2 separate regions of the Mus musculus genome follow, and region 2 is linked to region 1. A link is a contact called in public HiChIP or PLAC-seq data. All regions are on one chromosome and are shown on one strand. Each heading gives the region's core, a stretch centred on a gene start, on an enhancer-like site or on the middle of the called end of the contact. The rest is flanking DNA. Distances are from core to core; before and after follow the strand shown. Region 1 overlaps Btbd8 (BTB (POZ) domain containing 8). Region 2 overlaps Evi5 (ecotropic viral integration site 5).

Evidence for each region. HiChIP or PLAC-seq counts read pairs in DNA pulled down with a chosen protein or histone mark.
Region 2: a BATF HiChIP or PLAC-seq map of CD8 T cells shows a contact between it and region 1, with 6 read pairs. The contact joins two enhancer-like sites. A contact is called at or near these places in 2 of 39 promoter capture datasets (the HPC-7 cell line and pre-B cells), 1 of 15 datasets of contacts at CTCF or cohesin (large pre-B cells), 3 of 484 Hi-C or Micro-C datasets (B cells, Th1 cells and pre-B cells) and 1 of 115 datasets of contacts at active chromatin or transcription factors (CD8 T cells).

Annotation. Positions count from the first base shown.
Region 1 is chr5:107,512,457-107,516,845 of GRCm38.p6, forward strand. It overlaps Btbd8 (BTB (POZ) domain containing 8), which reads left to right. Exons shown (of 18, transcript NM_001378266.2): 18 at 1-104. Among named protein-coding and RNA genes, the nearest start is that of 1700028K03Rik, 20 kb to the right of the region's middle. Within about 2 kb of position 1,340, at least 31 of the 459 cell types and tissues checked have an H3K27ac peak or open chromatin away from gene starts, as enhancers often do. A contact at or near this core is called in CD8 T cells and Th1 cells, where this site is marked.
Region 2 is chr5:107,775,507-107,779,820 of GRCm38.p6, forward strand. The region is part of intron 18 of Evi5 (ecotropic viral integration site 5); the gene reads right to left. Among named protein-coding and RNA genes, the nearest start is that of Gm42147, 36 kb to the left of the region's middle. Within about 2 kb of position 1,900, at least 26 of the 459 cell types and tissues checked have an H3K27ac peak or open chromatin away from gene starts, as enhancers often do. A contact at or near this core is called in CD8 T cells and Th1 cells, where this site is marked.

The sequences.
Region 1 (4,389 bases), core at 90-2,589:
TGTGATGACAAAGTGCACCTTCAAACATTGACACACTGAAACATTTGTAGTATGGAAATGACTATGTGATGACAATTAAAGTGCACCTTCATTCATTCCCAAGACATACGTGGGCTTTTGTTTTCTCAATGTGAAGTTGTTTTACATGTTCCTTTCAGTAAACTTCCCCTGAGGTTTAGAAGTTTATAATTGAAATTATATTTCTTTCCCATCCTTGGGTCTTAAGACTCTCCCTTAAATTATTAAGCCTTAAAATATACTCAGTTACATATCACTTCTGCCGACAGATCACTGGAGATTCGTCTTACCTAAGTGGTGACCACTTAGGGAATTTGAGCACTTCCCGAATTTTCCTAGCTGCTTTGTGAACATGCACTTACCACTATTTGCTGCAGGACTCTGTAGCAGGACCTCTTCATGGACTGAAGCCGTAGCCAGATACAGAAATGCATGCAACTGTTAAGTTTATCTGCCACTAACTGTATGTTAGAGACTGCATTACATGGTTCAGATAGGCATCAACACATTGAAATGTCGCAACAGGTCTGTGAAATACATCTTTACACATAAACGTACTTTTTAAAGGGCCAGATAATGTTTACTTTAGGACTTTTCTCAGGAAAAGTCATAAAGTGAAACATAATGCATAAAGTAACCAAGAATGCAACACGCAGAGACCAAAACCCAAACGTGAGAGACAGGACAGCCATTGCAGCATCTGCCCGGTTTTCTTTGCTGGAACCATGTCCAGCAACAATGCTGACTTCGTGATGTGACTCCTGCCATTTCCAGTGGATATAGCAGTGACAGTGTCCACTGAGAAGATTCTGATAGGAAGACAGCAGTCTGTCCCCTGTCTCCTAAACCCACAGAATGTACATTGTGTCTGATTCAGAAAGAGAATTTGCACACACTCATAGTTACTCAGTGCAAATGTATAAACAATACAGTTATGAAAAATGCACTGTTTATAAGTGCATAGCGTTTCATACAAAGATTGGCCCACACCCTGCTCTTTACCAACACGAAAGGCCACTAAGTCCATAGGAAATGCTTGAAGTAAAAGTTAAGAACAGAGAGAGCAAATGAGGCCTTGTTATCCATGAGCTCACTCAGTGTCCACTTTTGTATGCTTGTGTATACACGGGTACAGGGCCATTTACCAGAGCATGGGTAGCCTCTTGAGGACCCAATGCCCGAGGCTGAGCCACTCCCTCCGACAAGAGGACTCGGTTGCCAGTAGGTACTCATCTTGGGGCCATACCTCCTGACTTCCTCTTGGCTCAAAGACGTTAGTTCATCTGCTGTGCAGTCATAGCTGTGGGTGGTTCATGTGTGCAGGTGTCCTGTTGTACCGTGAGCGCCCCCTGCCTGCAGTCATCCTTCCCTCTGGCTCCTACAGTCTTCTCACTACATCTTATGAAGGAAATGTACTTTTTATTTTATTTTTTTTAACATTCATTTGTTGTGAGTGAGAGTGTCCTCAGCACAGTGTGGCAGTCAGAGGAGAACTTGCAGGAGTCAGGGTCTCTTCCACCATATGTGTGCTGCAGATTAAGCTTAGGTTGTCACACTTGGTGACGAGTACCTTCATCTGTTGAGTCATATCACTGCTCCCAGAAACTTATAATTGAATATATGTGTACACGTGTACAACTGTGTATGTGTGTGTGTTCTTTCTTTATTCTGGATCATCTGACAGAATGGAAGAAACCAAAGAAAAATAACCAATTAGTATCATATGGTAAAATCCCAGCTGTCCATGTTCAGAGTCAGAAACACAAACAGCTCATCCAGAAGAGGTTAGAGGTGCATCACTGACAAGTTCTGCCCCCAGCTGAGCTGAGGCTGGAGTCTGAGTCTGTACCTTAGGCTGGGGACTTGGTGTCATACATAACAGGTATGTCATTTTTACTTAGTTTTTTGCAAACCAAAAAGGATATAAACTTTTTGAAGATGCTTTTATTCCTAGTTTACATGAGATTGTAGACTTCTAATCAAAAAAATGCCTTCATTTTTTTTAAACTTCCAAGATTTTTATTTTGAGTTGGATTGTTTGGATCCATGAGGAAATGTCTGGAGAAGATAGATAGGTCTTTCATCCCCTTTCTTTGAGCATCTAGATAACACCTGATGCTACTTTTAAGGATGAGTTGAGACTCAGCAGTACTCGGAGGACTGGCGTGCAGGATGGATAAGAGAGATAGTAGACAAAAAGGAAGAGCTAAGCTGGAGTTAGATCTTGAAGTATCTAGGAATACAGTCTGCAAACTTAAAATATCTCTCTCTCTCTTGTTTTTTTTTTGTTGTTGTTGTTGTTGTTGGTTTTTTGTTTTGTTTTTTTGCAAGACAGACATGGTTTCTCTTTATAGCCCTGGCTGTCCTGGAACTCACTCTGTAGACCAGGCTGGCCTTGAACTCAGAAATCCGCCTGCATCTACCTCCCAAGTGCTGGGATTAAAGGCATGTGCCACCGCCACCACCGCCCGGTTTAAACTTATAATTTCTAAGCTTCCATTATACATTCAGTTCCGTGGGTTTAACTCTCAGTAGACAAGGGTTATGTTGAATAGAATTAACTAAGTTCACAATGGCTATTCTATCAAAAGGTTTTTTTTAAATAAAATCTTTATTATTAAACAATTTATATAACATAAAATTTGTCCTTTTACAAAACTCAGTGGTTTTTTCCTGCAGCATAATCTGAAGCCAGCATCGCTTTCAAGTTTAGAACGTTCTAACAACTTCATGCAAATATATAATGTACTGTGATCCTAGTCACTGTCTGTACCCCCTTCACAACTGCTGCTGGTCCCCTTCTTGCCAGCCAGTCCCCCTCAATTCTTCACCTGTGTTTATGTGTGTGCATGTGTTTACAAGTTCATAGGCAGCATGTGCTTTGTAGAATCTCAAAACAACAACAACAAAACCCTTTGGTAGCAGTATGTAAGATTATGAGTTGAACGACAAAGGCAGAGACACTGGTAAAAGTAGTTTGCAGTGATAAAAGCTTGAATGGCGCAGCTTAGGAGATGTTGGAAGACCCTGCATTAAAGTCGCAGTCCACCATGCCCGGATGGCTTTCTGAACTCAGTGCAAAATGGAGGACTCCCTTTCTCAGCAGGGTTTCCTCTTCTCTGCCTGACCTTGTCTGAAGAGTGTCTCTAAGCACAGGTGCCTGGCCTTATCTAGAGGATGACCCTGCACAGAGCTTCCTGCAAGCCCTGCATGATTCAGCACAGAAGTCCTGCTCAGCCTTTCCTGCTATATGATAATTAAGTACTGTATTATGACCAACCAGCCCTTCCTACCTGTTACCCCAATAACCTCTAAAGAAAGCCACATAGTTCATAGACAGATTACAGGTTCAACTTCTCTCCTGGTAAGAAACTGCCCGTCAGGTTCTTGGAATTCCTCTTCATGTAAATGCAGCATGCCCAGCAACTCAGCCCCAGCCAATAATGTACACCCACCCTGACAATCCCTACCCAGGCCCTCAAATCTATATAGCCCTTGTTCACCTTGAATAAGGTTGAAGCTAATCCTGGAAGCCACTCTGTCGTACTCAAAGCTGTCTGAACCCTACCATCTCATGCCTCTGCTCCCCTCACCCTTGTAGGCCAATGGCCAAAGACCTCTGAGGAAAGGGAGACCCACAAGGAGAAACAGGAGATACTTGGCCTATCTAAGAGATAGAACTGAACAAACTAGTAATTAGGTAGAGAAATGAGATGTCAACTTAGAAGATTTAGGTTTCTGACTAGGTTGGCCTGGGTGGCTGATGATGTCATCAACCAAAATTTAAAATGAGTGTAGGCGAAGGATAAGTTTAATTGAGGACACAGTGAGTGTGAGATTCCTAAGGGACATTCAAAGAGCTAGGGACAAAAATACTGTTGAACATTCAAGAGAAGAAAATCCTGAGGAGCCTAAAAAAGGAATGCTCAGAACTAGAAGCAGAAAGCCATCCTGAAGGAAAGGAAGATGTATGTAATCTTGATGCTCTTTAGAGGAGGGTACTTCAGAGTACATGATCCTACTTCAACTGCTCAACCCCATAACCCATGAGGATTGTTGGTAGCATTTTTCTCTTGTAAAGGCAATGTTAGCAAGAGAACAGGTGTTGAGGTCCTCCTCCCATTTTATGAATACAACTTGCCTTTGTCTACGCCAAAGTGTTCATAACTTCATATCCAACGTAGTCTACCCCCCTACACACACACACACACACACACACACACACACACACACACACACACTGGGATCCACCATTAAGAGTAAAGAATTTGAAAGCCTTCATGGTAATCTGCCTGTAATTCCAATACTTAGAAGAGGCAGCAAGACCACAATTCAGAGCCAACCTAATCTATGTAGGAAGAAGCTGTCTCT
Region 2 (4,314 bases), core at 650-3,149, 260 kb after region 1:
TTGTTAAAAACATCGTAACTTGGGGTTGGAGATGGCTCAGCAGTTAAGAGCACTGACTGCTCTTCCAAAGGTCCTGAGTTCAATTCCCAGCAACCACATGGTGGCTCACAACCATCTGTAATGAGATCTGACACCCTCTACTGGTGTGTCTGAAGAAATGTACTCACACACATAAAATAAATAATTCTTTTTAAAAAAAAATCTTAAAAAAAAAAAAAGATGTCTAAGTATCACATCACCACCCTGGAGCTGTCGCTATGCTGGAAATGACTGTCCCCACATGTACCATACCCCTTTTTTATATGTACAGGCCCTCCTCTGGGGTGTCTGAAGACCGCTACAGTGTACTCATAGCAACAAATCTTTTAAAAAATCATAACTTGGTACAATTTCTAACACTAAAATATATATTATATATATGCATAAATACACACCATCAAAACAAAATAAAAACATTTTGTTCAAAGTAATTTTATAGCTATGCATCAAGAAGGCTGGCAAGATGGCTCAGCAAATAAAAGTAGGAAAGCCTGACTTTGCGCTAAAAGAGGGAAGTAATGAGTCCACAAAGTTGCTCCATGTTCTCTATGTGCAGCATACTGTGGTGTACACATACCCACATTCACACCCACATGCAATAAAGTAAACAAAAAATCAAAAAGAACACAAAATAAATCTAAAATAGAAAGAAAATGTAAGCAGTGATTAATAAAATAGGTTTACAAATGTTCAGAGATAGCCATGGTGGCACATGCCTGAATTCAGCACTCAAGCCAAGACATAAGGATTTTGAATCCAAAGCCAGCCTGGGCTATACAAGACCATGTCTCAAAGGAGAATGAGGTCTTCAGTGTGCACACTTGCAGCAGTTTACTAGCATCATGTCAGCATGCATTCTACAGTGCACGATGTGCTGGCCACTCTGACGTTTGCTTTCCAGATTACATATATGTGCTGGCTACTGAGTCCACTGGCTCTCCCCTTCCTGAGTTTTCTTCAGATACCTGACATACAAGCAAAATTTTCACCTAAAACATGGTTTTTAAATTTTTATAGGAAGAGGACCTTGGTCCTGTGAAAGTTATATGTCCCAGTATAGGGAACTGACAGGGCCAGAAAGCAGGAGTGGGTGGGTTGGTGAGCAGGGGGAGAGAGGAAGGGATAGTGGGTTTTCAGAAGGGAAACTAGGAAAGGGGATAGCATTTGAAATGTAAATAAAAAAATATCTAATTTTAAAAAAAGAAAAAAATTATATATTACTTCTAGAATTTGAAATAATTACTTAATAGACCTTGTTATTTTAGTCCTGTTGGCTAAAATTAAAAACACTTGTTATAAATAAATATACAACCCTAAAGGAAATAACAGAAACAATTAGTAATCTCCCCCATGTTCTCTTCATAAAGATTTCAAAATAAATCTAAGGTTATACATAGGATGTGGGTTCTCTCTGGGAGTAGTATTACAGAAGGTCTGTGGTATTAGCAGGGTCATGACACAACACAGGTTGCTTAGTCTTAGATGCAAGTGTAGAGCTTACATTTTTAAAGTATTTTTTATGTTACAGACACAGAGAAAAAAACTACCAAAGAAGAGATTGTAGCACACAAAGGCAGAGCCAAGCTCTCTCGCCTTCAAAACTACTTTGTTTCTACAGAATACTTTCAAAAAGCTATCTCTTAACTATTTTAAAGGTTAAATAACATTTTATGGCTATATTATGAAATTAGGTTCAACGGTCAGAGAGGCCACAATATTAACTTACAGCAGAGTGAGGACTGTTTTGTTCTAATTGGTTATTTTCAATTCGTCTATTACAGCCAAAGGCCTTATGCATTGGAACTGCACTAGATGACTGCAAGACAGTTGACAGGTTGCACCCTGAGCCAAATGGTGCTGAAACAGAGAACAAGCACTAACTTTAATAAGTTATTACTGATTTCCAACGCAGTCCCAAGGACAGGGAGCACCCTGGCTAATAAGTGAAGTAATACTGAAACATTGAAAACAACCACTAACTTTAATAAGTTACTACTGATTTACAACGCAGTCCCAAGAAAAAAAGTTAATCAGAACAGAAGATGTGGTAAGTGGTAACCTCTCCATGACTTTGAGGTGACTCATTTGAAACATCTAAAAACAAATCACACTAACCTTGTGTGTAACTAACTGATGGATCCTCAAAACAGTTTCCTGTAACTTAAAGTTATGAACACAAAGTTTGAGTAGTCTTTTTAGTAACCAGAAGAAAATGAAAACACATTTGAGTATCTATAAGATATGTGTTCTGAAAAGTACAGAGGAAGAAAAGAAGTCAGACTTATTTTTCTAGCATTTTTTTCATGGCTAAGTTTGACTTACAAAGAGAAACACATACTAGTATTTTAGAGTGACATTTCTGACAAGATTGGACAAATGTACACATGAAAAGATCAGCCTTAGACACAAAAGCTAGAAAATGTTTCTTATAAATTGTAGTTTAACTAGCAGTGAATTATTTTTGTTACAGATATTTAAAATTCCACATAATTCTAAGTTTCTAAAAATGATGAGATATAATTTACATTAGACATTATTTGAAATAATCTTAGGTTTAAAGAAAAACTGAGAAGGTATTTCCATGTACCGAGCAGGCACTTTCCCCATTAGCATCTTACATTCTTCAGTTATGTTTGTAAAGATTCAGGAACCAGTACTGATACATAATTATGAATGAAGCCCACAGTGTACTCAGCTCTGTTTTCTGTAGCTCCGGGCCTGACTTCCCCACTTGCTTTTTCTGTTGTAAGCATTGACCCGAGACATAGCAATAGATTTATTTATGACTTTAGGATCCTTTGGCTGTAACAGTTTCTCAGATTTGTATTTTTCTTTTTTCATGGCTTTGAGCTTCTCTAGTCAAGTGTTTGCAGACTGTCCACAATGGAACATGTGTGCAGGAAGAAGATCCTAAAATGCCATATACAAACTCTAATGACAAGACAGCAGGCAGGGTGGGATAGTCCCTATGCCCAGCTCTCTTTGTTGAGATAGTTACAAACTAGCTATTTCTACATTTTAGAATGCCTGAAGCAAAAGCCCTAAAAGAGAAATATTTTACAATTTAATTAAGTTGTTCAAAAGGGAAACAATAAAGAAATATACTTTGAGGATCAGATGGAATCTTATCAAACAGAAAGAAGTTTGCCAGCTACGACATAGCATATAAACTATCACCCACTGTGCAACTATTAATTTAGGAAGCTGGAAAGTACAAATCAATTACAAAGCTTTATGGTAAATTCCATAATTCAGAAATCACACTGTAATTTCACACCATTAAAAGGATTAAAATTTTAAAGTGGTAGTAAAGAGCTTATCACTTCCTTTCTATCTCTGTCAAAAGTGCAGGCTGCTCTGGGCACACTGATTTAAACCTAGATCCCACATTCTCTGTCAGAACAGAATTGTGAGTGGGCGTTTTCTAAGCCAAGAGTGGTTGGGGTATTGCCCATCTGAGGCATCCCTAGAGGTTATCTATTGGGCAAACTAGCAAAAGTGGGTAAATGTTACAAAGTACCAGGAACAGTACCAAAGTTAGGTTTGAGTAGACCCATACCATTTTAAATGAAAACTTTCCGTTATTTGTAACATAGCAGTACAAACGTAAAGCCTCACTTAGTACACAGTTTAATGTGGTTTTGATAAGACAACAAACATGCTTTTTTTTTTTTTTTTTAAATCACCTAATACAAACTCAGTTCCAGGACTAAGAATCAGGAAGCATGGGTTTAATTCTCACCTATTTTCCTCAACGGAGCTAAAATGAACTTTTCGATGCCTTGTCCCACTACTTGAAAAGTAGAGACAATTCTATATATTGTCAATGTAAAAACAGGGTTCAAACAACATTTGGATCCACAGAGCAGTGGAAAACACCAACAGAGAAAAGGTGATTTCTGCCATTTCCCACCACTCTAAAGATGACACACTCTTACAAGCATTACTCTAAACAAGGTTTAATTTAAGCATTTTAATAGGCTAAATGTTATCTAGCTCATCTCTGATATACTCAGAACCTTTCAGTGATTTTCCATGTTGCTCAGAGAAAAGCCAAAGTTCTTCGGTTCTGTGTAACAGGTCCTAATTATTTCTCAGACTTGCTCCTCTCTTGTCAAAGCCATCCAGAGACTGTTCCCATTTGCTCTTTACTTTGGATAGGCCTTTGTCCTTACTCTTAGCAGTGAATTCTTTGCCCAAATCTGCCTGTCCTACTTTAATTATGTGTGTATGTATGTCAAAGGTGTCAGGGTCCTCTGGAAGAGCAGCACGTGC